4 separate regions of the Sus scrofa genome follow, and all the other regions are linked to region 1. A link is a contact called in public Hi-C and promoter capture Hi-C data. All regions are on one chromosome and are shown on one strand. The core of a region is the stretch at or near the end of the contact, and the rest is flanking DNA. Distances in the headings are between cores, read along the strand shown. Region 1 holds the start of MBNL2 (muscleblind-like protein 2). Region 2 overlaps MBNL2 (muscleblind-like protein 2). Region 3 has its middle 77 kb from the start of OXGR1. Region 4 overlaps MBNL2 (muscleblind-like protein 2).

The links. Promoter capture Hi-C pulls out the DNA fragments that hold promoters and counts their contacts. Hi-C and Micro-C count contacts between places; a contact is called where the count stands out from the background.
Region 2: a contact with region 1 is called in a Hi-C map of embryonic fibroblasts, with 4 times the contacts expected there. The contact joins the enhancer-like site here to the promoter of MBNL2 in region 1. A contact is called at or near these places in 4 of 5 promoter capture datasets (fetal liver, liver and skeletal muscle), 22 of 47 Hi-C or Micro-C datasets (adipose tissue, alveolar macrophages, brain and 12 more) and 2 of 2 datasets of contacts at active chromatin or transcription factors (alveolar macrophages and skeletal muscle).
Region 3: a contact with region 1 is called in a promoter capture Hi-C map of liver, with 5 times the contacts expected there. The contact joins the enhancer-like site here to the promoter of MBNL2 in region 1. A contact is called at or near these places in 3 of 5 promoter capture datasets (fetal skeletal muscle and liver), 21 of 47 Hi-C or Micro-C datasets (adipocytes, alveolar macrophages, brain and 13 more) and 1 of 2 datasets of contacts at active chromatin or transcription factors (skeletal muscle).
Region 4: a Hi-C map of skeletal muscle shows a contact between it and region 1, with 5 times the contacts expected there. The contact joins the enhancer-like site here to the promoter of MBNL2 in region 1. A contact is called at or near these places in 1 of 5 promoter capture datasets (liver), 7 of 47 Hi-C or Micro-C datasets (embryonic fibroblasts, fetal skeletal muscle, liver and 2 more) and 1 of 2 datasets of contacts at active chromatin or transcription factors (skeletal muscle).

The regions. Positions count from the first base shown.
Region 1 is chr11:66,480,570-66,483,240 of Sscrofa11.1, reverse strand. It overlaps MBNL2 (muscleblind-like protein 2), which reads right to left and starts at 1,318. Exons shown (of 10, transcript XM_021065800.1): 1 at 350-1,318.
Region 2 is chr11:66,594,195-66,596,865 of Sscrofa11.1, reverse strand. It overlaps MBNL2 (muscleblind-like protein 2), which reads right to left. Exons shown (of 10, transcript XM_021065800.1): 4 at 1,775-1,975. Among named protein-coding and RNA genes, the nearest start is that of RAP2A, 84 kb to the left of the region's middle. Within about 2 kb of position 1,340, at least 17 of the 83 cell types and tissues checked have an H3K27ac peak or open chromatin away from gene starts, as enhancers often do. A contact at or near this core is called in adipose tissue, embryonic fibroblasts, fetal liver and 1 more, where this site is marked.
Region 3 is chr11:66,371,226-66,373,896 of Sscrofa11.1, reverse strand. No RefSeq gene overlaps it. Among named protein-coding and RNA genes, the nearest start is that of OXGR1, 77 kb to the right of the region's middle. Within about 2 kb of position 1,371, at least 15 of the 83 cell types and tissues checked have an H3K27ac peak or open chromatin away from gene starts, as enhancers often do. A contact at or near this core is called in fetal liver, liver and retroperitoneal adipose tissue, where this site is marked.
Region 4 is chr11:66,563,264-66,565,934 of Sscrofa11.1, reverse strand. All of the region lies in intron 2 of MBNL2 (muscleblind-like protein 2), which reads right to left. Among named protein-coding and RNA genes, the nearest start is that of MBNL2, 83 kb to the right of the region's middle. Within about 2 kb of position 1,299, at least 17 of the 83 cell types and tissues checked have an H3K27ac peak or open chromatin away from gene starts, as enhancers often do. A contact at or near this core is called in embryonic fibroblasts, liver and skeletal muscle, where this site is marked.

The DNA of each region.
Region 1 (2,671 bases), core at 69-2,568:
TTTTCTAGAACCAGAAAATAAGAACGCTCGCCAGAATTCAAATGCTTTTTGTTGAATAATCAATGGATCTATTCTTTGAAGAAAAAACTCGTTTTCTGCCTCACCCCAAACAGGCGGCACAGATTCACGCTTTGCCATTCCTTTTTCTCAAATCAAAATGTTACGTAAAACTCCAGGGTCCCCCCGCAAGTATTACATTTGAATTAGTGGAATCCGGTTTCCCCGGCTTCCCTAAGCAACACACACGGAATGCAGCATACTGCAGCAAACTCTTTAAACATTCAGGGGGAAAAAAAAAAAAAAAAAAAAACAGAAGAAGAAGAAGGGGGTGGGGGGGTGATTCCCTTACCTTGTTTAGCTCTGCCTCTCCTTTCCCTTTACAGTGACCCCAGGAACATCTGGCAGAATCAGTCGGCCGAGGCTTCTCCGCTGCATCATGAGGAAGAAATTTCCATGTAAATAGTTCTCATTCCCTGTGTATTGTACTCTGAGACCCGTCTGCCGTATCTGGAAAATTTTGCCTTCAGATGATGAAGCAAAGACAGTCTAAACTCTGTTGCTGTAAGCTGCAGCCCTTCCTTCCGACAAACCCCGCCCCGCCGTGGGCAGCCAATCCCCAGCCAGCTCGTCAGCCCTACTCGTCTGAAACTGGCCCTCATAGGATGACTGACACAGCAACACAGCACTTGCAGTGTGTGAAAACAGTGCATCCATACTGATGAAAGAGGAATTTCCCTCTCAGAAGAAAGCAGTCAGGGCACCAAGACAAAGTGGCACATAATTGGCAGAGCAGAGAGAGGGGCAGCTCCAGAGAACAGCCTTGAAGACAGCCAGGGCTTGCGGCTGCCCTGGAAATACTTTGGGAAAGGCAGAACTCCGCAGGATCCAAAGAAATCCGGGTTGTGCTGGAAACTGAAGTCATTATCCCATTGGACAAAGCATATATTTTTTTCCGAAAGGAGAAACAATTCGGTGCCTGCCGTGGAAATCCATACACCTTCCGTTAGTGAGGAAGAACGCGTTGGCCCAAGTGCCTATTCGAAGTCAAAACATGCCCTTATCCGTTGCACAGTTTTCCTCTAGGACATCTGTTACTGCAGCCCGTATATCTTTCGTCCAAGTTTTCAGACTCCCGGGGCCTTCAATTAGGGAATTCTGAACAATAAAATGGATATCGATACTTGAGCCTTTTGTGCTCTTGGCAGGCTTCTCTGAGAGGATAAGGTGTGCCTTAACCTGACCCTAAGATTCTTAGGTACCACTTGAGAAATACTGTGCACTGGTCCACATTGTCCTTAAGGAAGCGACGATTACGGCAAGATGTTTACTGCTGAGCACGCATGACACGTGATCCAAGGGGCGCCATCAGGTGTGGCTCCACAAAGGATGCTTTGAAGGTGCTGAAGTTCCCTGAGATACAGCAGGAGCACAGAAATGCAAAGGTTACTAAGGGTTATTTATTTTTTCCCAGTCAACTGTACTCTATTTTGAAAAAAAAAAATGGCATTTAGAAAACACAAAACACATATGCTTTCCTTCCACTAAACACAACATTTTGAATTTAAAAAATTATCTCATGGTACCTGGCTAGACCAAGGCACGAACAAAGCCCTGAAAGGTTGAACCCACACCCTATTGTTTATAAGCAACTGTCCAGTGCACCTGTAATGAAGTAACCGTTGGTGTGGGATTCATGATTTCCTTTGATTTTGCCAATTGCTATTTATTTATATTATAGTTGATTTACAGTGTTGTGTTAGTTTCAGTGAAAGCAAAAGGATTCAGTTATACATATATATATCCATCTATACTTTTTCAGATTTTTTGCCTTATAGGTTATTATGTAACATTGAGTATAGTTCCCTGCCAAATTGCATTTTTTTTTCTTCTTCTTCTTCTTTTTTTTTTTTTTTTTTGGCTTCTTAGGGCCACACCTGCAGCATATGCAGGTTCCCAGGCTAGGGTCGAATAGGAGCTACAGCTGCTGGCCTGCACCATAGCCACAGCAACACAGGATCTGAGCTGCGTCTGCGACCTACACCACAGCTCACGACAACGCCAGATCCTCAACCCACTGAGCAAGGCCAGGGATCGAACCCGCAACCTCATGGTTCCTAGTCGGATTCGTTAACCACTGCACCACGACAGGAACTCCACAAATGCATTTTAAAATCACAATGTTTCATATGATTTGGAGGGTATTTCTCCAATAGAATACCATACTTCATTCCTCCCAAATCTTATAATGCTCTTTTCATCCCAATGTAAATCCATCACATGTATAACTGGCAGGCTTTCATCTACCATAATTTTTCTGGAAATTTAAACGATCTCCATGCTGGAACTGGTAAAAATTATTTTTAAATATTCTTTCTATTACCCTGCATGTAAGTAGGATATCACAGGTTTATGAATATCCTCTTCCTGATCCCCCCTCTGATGCTGACTTTGAAACTACCTTTCCCTTAAATTTCAGTCCTGAAATTTTAGTCTTCTTTGACTCATTTTTCTATTTTCATTCAGTGAAACTAGATCTGGTTGAATATTTTTTCCTTCTAGCTAGTTACAACTCTGACCTATTGCCCAGCTAATACAAATGCTAATAAGCTACCTTCTGGGACTCAAGCCTCCCCACGCTCAAGCTCCCCTGTTGCTAGACAGGTTTTCCAAA
Region 2 (2,671 bases), core at 91-2,590, 110 kb before region 1:
GAGTTTACAAAAAATTTTTCTTTGGAATTTACCGGGTATTCTTAATCTTGCGCTTAATATTGATAACATGAACGACACAAATAACAAACACATAATACATATATTTATAAATATCATTGTCAGGGAAGAACTGCTAGTAAAATTGTAAGTGATGTTCTTCCCAGGCTCCACCCCCAAAGTCGATGTGCTTAACGTGGTGGTTCATATCTTGATCCTTTGCGACATCATAGGAAGGGTCACTGACATGACTCAAGCCTTGTGAGAGTCAAACGTACTCGGGAAATAGAGTTTCACTGACCAGGGGCCAAGCGAGTTTAAAGGATCAATCACAAAATTATTCATTGCTTCCTTCTAACTTTGGAGCGTTATCCCACATTCCATCTTTAGCTCATGAAATGTACAAAATAAAAGTTACTAAGATGTTCCCACAGATTCTGAGCAAGCCTCCCCCTATGCGTGGAGTGACTTCAGGCTGAGACTGCATGAGCGTAGACCAGCTCTCAGTCATTCACCTGGGGCTCTGTGTGCAGCCAGCTTCATTCCTGGTTTGAATGAATAGCAAGCTGCTTTGCTAAAGTCCTTGTGAATCATTTTTACATATGTCATTGTCTACCAGTCCTGCTGGGAAGGACAACTTGTTCCCAACTCTGCGGATTTAATTTGCTTTCTAAACGACGCAGTCACGTACTGAACATGAAAGCTTTATGGGTCCACCAGGTGGAGCTCCAAACTCTTTTCCAGCCCCATGAGAGGGCTCCGTATTCACGGAGATGGGCTTGATCAAAACAGTAGAAATGGGAGTTGATAGTCTTTTCGTTGTGGGATCCATATACTCCAGATTGAACCTAACATTGAGCAACGGTTTTATGGTTTTCAAGATTTACTGGGTAAATATTTAAACGAATGCACATTGAACGAACATTCTAGAATGATCTAACATAAAGCAGTGGCATACATATATACCACCTAACAACTGGAATCAAGCTCTTTGAAAAATCTATCAGGCTCTTTAGACACCCATATGAAACACTCTATTAAATATCATCAGATACAGTAGTTAAGATAAATGGATGACTCCCCTGATTAAAGAGAAATCTTACCCAGTATAGTATAGGTGAGTTGGTCTGACACATGGCTTAAGAATTATGTTTTACAAATATGTGAATTTGTTTCCCTGACTCTTGTAAAAATACTTGAATTTAAGTTAAAGTACCTCAAATCAATAAGGAAAAATTCCCAGCCTCCAGCTCCCCTTGCTCACCTGCATACAACCTGGGCTGACAAACCAGAACACGACTAGGTCTCAACCTTCTGCAATAGGACCACAGCACTGGGTCAGTAGTCACAGACCTGCTTCCTCCCACCCCATCTCTGGGCGTCTCCCTGGCCCTGGCTGCCGGCCTACGAACCTGCTGTTCCCAGACCTTTCGGATCCAGCAAAGGTGAATGTCTGGCACAGCTGGAGGCCTTCGGGCGCCACTCCACGCCCGCGTTGTGACTGATTCAGTGTTCCATGTGTTGTTACACATTTTGCCCCTCAACACACAGTCCACACAACAGATTTGTGTTTGTATTAAATGAATTCTTTTCCCTTTTCAGGCTACTTTATACTTGGCCTTACAGTCAAAGGACAGAATTAGGAATGCATGATTCATTTGCGGTGGATGTGTGTGGATGGCTGTTTCCTAAGACTGAATATCTTGCAAACATTCTCTCACAAAGAACTATACTTCGACCGCAAAGACATCTCAGAGCACAAAAATAATTGAAGTACCTCCAGTTTGTCAGTCCTGAGAAGTTTCTGAGTTGCAGTTGAGCCCGGGACAGTGACAGGTGGACTTCCGGGAACAATGACAGGTGTGGTGGGTAGAATTTCCGTTGGGACTAACCCAACTCCAGGGGTTACAGGTGCTAAGTAAGGAGCAAAGCTAATCGCCGTATTTGTCCCTATTGCGGGACCTACAGGAAAAGTGGGCTGTTAAAGGAAAATAACACAGGACAAAGATTTCTTAGAATAAAACTTTAAAAAGTCACCCGCAAGCGTCATTTGAGCAAAACTTATTCTTTCCATGCAAGACTCTTTGTGCTAGTTGCATAAATCAGTGCTGAACTTTGAAAACTCACTGAACTTCTCTGTTTTTGTTTAGTAAAAATGAAATCTGTGGAGATCCTCTCTTCCCCAAATCATACAAACACCTGCAAAACATCCTAGAAACCTAACTAGAAGGGCCAGGTTAAATGTTTATTCCTGTGAACGTGTTCTCAGAAAAGAAAATAATTTCACTCTAACTACTCATTCCAAACTACTGAATGTTTTAACACGAAGGTGGTAATAAGACTTATGGAATGCTGGCTCATGACCTTTGATTTCTCCTACGTGTCTTTCAAAGGGAGAGGCAGAAAGAAAAACCTTGCTTATCACTGGTGTTTCGGCTGACCAAGCTTATACATTCTCAAAAAGTGGGGACTGCTTGGTATTTTGTTTCGCTCCGACTTACCAGTATATTTCTATGTTCCATCACTAGCATGTACAATCCCAAAATGCACAGGCAGTTTTCATTTAGACCAGCTAGTTCTTGCTCTAGTTTAACTATGTCTAGATCTAATCTTTCTTTCCTGAAAGGTTGGATGGAAAAGTCTGAACTTTTCAATGGGCCATTAAAAGTTGGTT
Region 3 (2,671 bases), core at 122-2,621, 110 kb after region 1:
TAACCAACCAGATGCCACCTAGGACCAGGTCTAAAGATCCCAGAGGTTGAAGGGTGTGGACTTGGCGGGGTGGGACCCGTCTTCCTCAGGACACAATCAACACGGAAGGAGTCAGCTTCGGGATTCTAGTCTTAATTTTGCCATTGCCCCCCCCCCCCATCTAGCTTTTCATCACCTCAGCCCCCAAACGGAGTTCCTTAGAGCCCCCAACACAGTTCCTTGCGTCTATTCCTACTGCCCATCAATCCATGCTGAGCTCTCCTCCCCACGCACTCCCTCTTAGACACTGCAAGTGGTGACAAGTTACAATGGACACCTGTGCAGTATTTTCCAATATACAAATCATTTGCAAATGCATGATCTCATTCATAGAAAAACAGCTTTAGTTGTTTAGACAGCAACACCCCCATTTCACAGATAACAAGAATCAGAGAGAAGTGGTTTAGCTGGGCTCCTCCGGTGTCAATTCAGCCGGGTAACTAGTAGGAAGCGAGTAAGGTTTGGGATAAGGGCCAACTCCAAATCCTCTGCTCTTCAAGGATCTGGGAAACTTCTCCTGCGGCTTTCATTAATTAAACCTAAACCTACCTTTGAGAGCAAAACAAAACAAATATGCTCTCTTTTTCAAATATTGGCCCTTCAAATATTTGAAGGCAGCTACTGGCTGGCCTCCAGGGCCTTGCTTCTCACACTGCAAAGTGCACAGATTTCACCCGAGGGCGCTTCCAAAGCTTCAGGTTCTGATCCAGCAGATCTGGGGTGGGGCCTGAGAGTTGACTTCCAGACAAGCCCCACCTCCTTCCAAATCAGCTGCTCAGAGCAGGAAAAAAAAAAAACAAAAAACAACTGTACAAAATTAAGGAAAAGACTTTCTATATTCTTGCTTCTCTGCATTTATAAAAGCACCTAGCTTACTTCAAGTCCTTAAGAAATGACGACTACGTTTGGACAAAAGGGAGGCAGACACAGTCAAGTGTCCCCCTTCCCTTCATCCCGGCTGTATTCCTTGGTTTAGAGGAGTCTTTGCCTCTTACACGCTACTAAACTTAGCCGAATTACACAATTTTCGTCTCTAAATCAGCAATAACTATGACTGTGACTATTAGGTGCCCTGCATGGGGCCTGATGCCCGGGAGGAAGATGTCTAATAAAAGTAGGGATTACCCCTCAAACAAAACTGAACCAAAGAAAGCAGAAACTTAAAAAAAAAAATTGCCAAAACACTGTGTCCTCACGGGAGTGAGACAGGAAAAATGCTCCCCTGAAAAGAGCACGCTGCAAAGAGAGTTCCCTTGGCCTCTAGCAAAGGGGAACATCGCTGCCAGCGCGCGCAAAGCAGGGCTGCGGGGGAGCCCGGCTGTGCTCTGCTGCCCCCTGCTGGGCGGAGCGCCCGCCTGCGCCGGAGCGTCTGGAAGCCACGCCACCGCTCCCAAGGGGACCAGTATCCTCAGCCAGCCGGTTATGCAACACCAGACTGCAACCAGAGTAGGTCTGAGAAAAGGAAATCACGGGCCTCTCGGCGCTTCGGTTAAATCAAAACGATAAGAGGGGGAGGGGGATAAGAAAATAACAAGTGCCTTCCCAAACTAGAAAGACACCTGCCACCACCGAGCAATGTACTTGAACGTGCAGGAACCCTAAGAAGCAGGGCGGCGGGGAGGGGATCACTCCTGTTTTGTGGATGCGGGACCTGAGGCTCAGGGGAGACTGAGGACGTTACTGAAGGGAGGAGAGGGAGAGACCCAGCCAGCTTCGGAGTAAGGGCTCTACTCCTGCCCCTGGGCCTTTGATTCCTCAGCCACGGGGCTGGACCGCACAGTCGCGTTGAGTCCTGGCGCTTTTTATTTTCCAAAGGAGGGGTTTACTGAGGTGAACTTTGAGTTCCCTCTCGGCTCTCTGAGTACAAGCCTTTGTTACTATTTGCTCTTGTTACAGAAATAGACTGCGGGGATCTTCTCCCCCAGGACGGCGTGGGGCAGGGGGCGTTGGGGAGGGCACTCATTTCTCAACAACAGAGCTGCCAGGGACAGCTTCCGCCTCCACCCTGTAGCCCTCAGCATTCAAACCCCTAGACAAACTTTCCAGGGTTACCTAGCTTCCATCTTCCTCCCAATTATGTCAAAGGCTTAGAGCTGTGTGCTGGAAACAAGACTTCAAGTTTTAAAAAGCTGACTGCTGGTGACATTTATCAGAGTGAGCCTTGCCTACCCAAGACACAAAGTCCGTGTTGCTGGGGAAGGAATCGGACAAACTGAGCAGGTTTATCCCAAGCCCATCAGCGTCCAGGAAACACAAACATTTTTATACTCTCTGGAGTGAGTCCCTGAGGTCCCACTTCATGAACTGGTGGGGTCTTCATTTTATTGTTCTTAAGTTTCCTTTCTTCCTTCCTCCCTACCTCCCTCTTTCTTTTCTCTCTCTCTTTTTTTTTTTTTCACAGCGGCACCTGTGGCATATGGACGTTCCTGGCTTAGGGGTTGAATCAGACCTGCAGCTATAGGCCTATGCCACAGCCACAGCCACACCATATCCAAACCACATCTGCAACCTACACCACAATGCTGGAACCCACCGGCCAAAGTTAGGGATTGAACCCGCATCCTCGAGAGATAACACTGGGTCCTCAAACTACAATCACAATGGGAACTCCAGGATCTTAAAATTTTTTTTA
Region 4 (2,671 bases), core at 50-2,549, 83 kb before region 1:
CAGGGCTTTGCTTTCCTATCTTGCTGGCAGGTAAGGTTTACAGTCGTGGTATCACAGTCCCCTGTGTATCACTCCTGCGAGCCTGGAGCCCTCTTGAGGGTAGGGATTTATCCATCCTTGCATTCCTCCCAGTGCCTGTTCTTTCCAACTTCCCCCAGAGTGGTTGCTGGTATGTTTTATGAGCACATAGACCATAAAAGACATATGAAGTCTGTGACAGAGAGCAGCAGTCGTGTGTCAGGGTCATCTCAGCAGCTTTGCCCCAACAGTTTGCAGATTCAGTGTGATGTATGTTAATAGACAGTGGAATAAACAAAATAAGGGCTGGATGTAAAATTTAAGATGTGTTCGTTAGTACGTGGGCATGGCCAGGGTTCAACGGGAGATGATTTGTACTAGGAAATTCCCTTTGTCCTCATCATTCCCCCTCCCAACAGAAAATTCCATGAAGTTCATTTCTAAAGAAAAGTAAATATCCAGATGGCCAGAGGGATGACCTTTCTCTAACGGAAGGGATGGATCGGTTCACCAGCCAAATGTTTGAAATTCTTCCGCCAGCATGCCTGATGGAGAGAGATGTGTTAATTACCCTTATGTGACAGCTGGTGGGAATTCCTTGACAACTCCGAGAGGAGTATTGATCCGGAATCACTGTCACTGACTGGACTGCGGTGATACAAAGTGAAGGCCCCCGCAACCTTTTCTGAATGGTGAACGTGCAGGTTCTCTGTGAAGTGGGGCCACCAGACATTAGGGCAGCTGGCCAATGCTCATCAGGCAACAAAACACCAGAGTAGCTCTTCAAAGGACATCCAAAATGAGTGGCACAGGCAAAATCCCAAAGACATAATCCCCTTTATCATAATAGCTCTATGGCTCAGAATGGGCTGTTATCGACAAGAAAGACCCATCTAGAAAGGGAAGGCAAGGGTTTCCTTTACCCCCTACAGCTGCGAGTCGGCAGCATCCACACCATCAACTGTTATTTAAGGGAACTGAGTGCACAGCTCTTGACTCAGCACTGTGGATGTTTTGAAGAGGAAGCAGAAATATGATCCTTGCCCTAAAGGAGTCATCGTCTTGGCCTTGTGTGGAGCATAATTTAATTCTCTAAAGTCTTTAACAGATCCAAGATTTTGTGAGCCTATGATCAAGAAAGAATGATTCTATCTTTAAACAGCAACAATGTCATGAATATTCTTTTGTCTAAAAGGCAATTCATACTCCCTAATATAATTTACCATATTGCTTCTACATCACATTGTTCAGTTTTTATACCACAAGTCTGCACAAGAGGGCTTTTGGATTTATTTCCCCTTTCCTGTTGCCGACTCAGTATTTTTTTTTTAACCTGGAGTCATGTGAAATATGGGGTTGCTTGACTTCTCTGAAATCTGATAAGATGGCACGCCGGCTTCCAAAGGAACCACTTTGTTGTTCATTCATACATTCCTGGAAAAACTATCTGATTTTGGTTTAGTCTAGGGGAAATACATTCAAGTTTTTTTTTCCCCCTAAAATGTGCAGAAGGAAAATAGACATCTCTTTTAAGCAACTGGAATCAATTTAGGGTTTTGGCACACACAGTGGAAAAATCAATGGAAGTTAAAAGTTGAAAGGCAAAGTTTGCCTCTACAAGTGTCACGAAACTTGTGCCCACCAAGAAAAATAACAGAAGGATCTTTGGCAACCAACTTGGATGGTAGACTGAATAATCAACCAACCTAGTTTTACAGAAGATAATTATATGCTGGATGATGGGAGGTGGGACCCATATGATTTAGGCTTCCTTTCTATCCCTCAAAAGAGATTTCATTAGGGAGAGAACAGGAGAATGCACAGAAAAATACATGAATAAGACGTTATTTATTATTTGTTTTTCTTTTTTAGGGCTGCACCTGCTGTTTAGGGAAGTTCCCAGGCTAGGGGTTGAATCGGAGCTGCAGCTGCCAACCTGCGTCACAGCCACAGCAACACCAGATCTGAGCCACATCTACGACCTATGCCTCAGCTTACTGCAATGCCGGATCCTTAACCCACTGAGTCAGGCCAGGGATCGAACCCACCTCCTCATGGATACTAATCTGGTTCTTAACCCGCTGAACTACAAAGGGAACTCCAGATGTTACGTTGATAACAAGAATCAAGCATCGAAAGGACAGGCATGCCAGAAGACCGCATGAACATTGAGGATCTAACCAAGCTGAGACTCCCTACAAACTCCAGAAATCCTGGTAAGAACCCATCCAAATACGCTTCCCAGCTAGACAAGAACTTAAAGTCCTTGAGCCTTGTTCTTGTTGCTTGGAAACTGAGCCCCAGGAGACCAATGTCCAAAGGCTCTCAATGTCCAGTGCTCTCAACTTCCATGCATGTGGCTCAGATCTGGTGTTGCTGTGGTTGTGGCGTAGGTTGGCAGTTGCAGCTGGCCAACAAACACATGAAAAAATGCTCAACAGCCCTGATTATTAGAGAAATGCACATCAAAACTACCATGAGGAACCACCTCACACCAGTCAGAATGGCCATCATTCATAAGTCCACAAATAAGAAATGCTGGAGGGGGTGTGGAGAAAAGGGAACCCTCCTGCACTGTTGGTGGGAATGTAAGCTGGTACAACCACTTTGGAGATCAGTATGGAAGTACCTTAGAAAACTACACATAGAACTA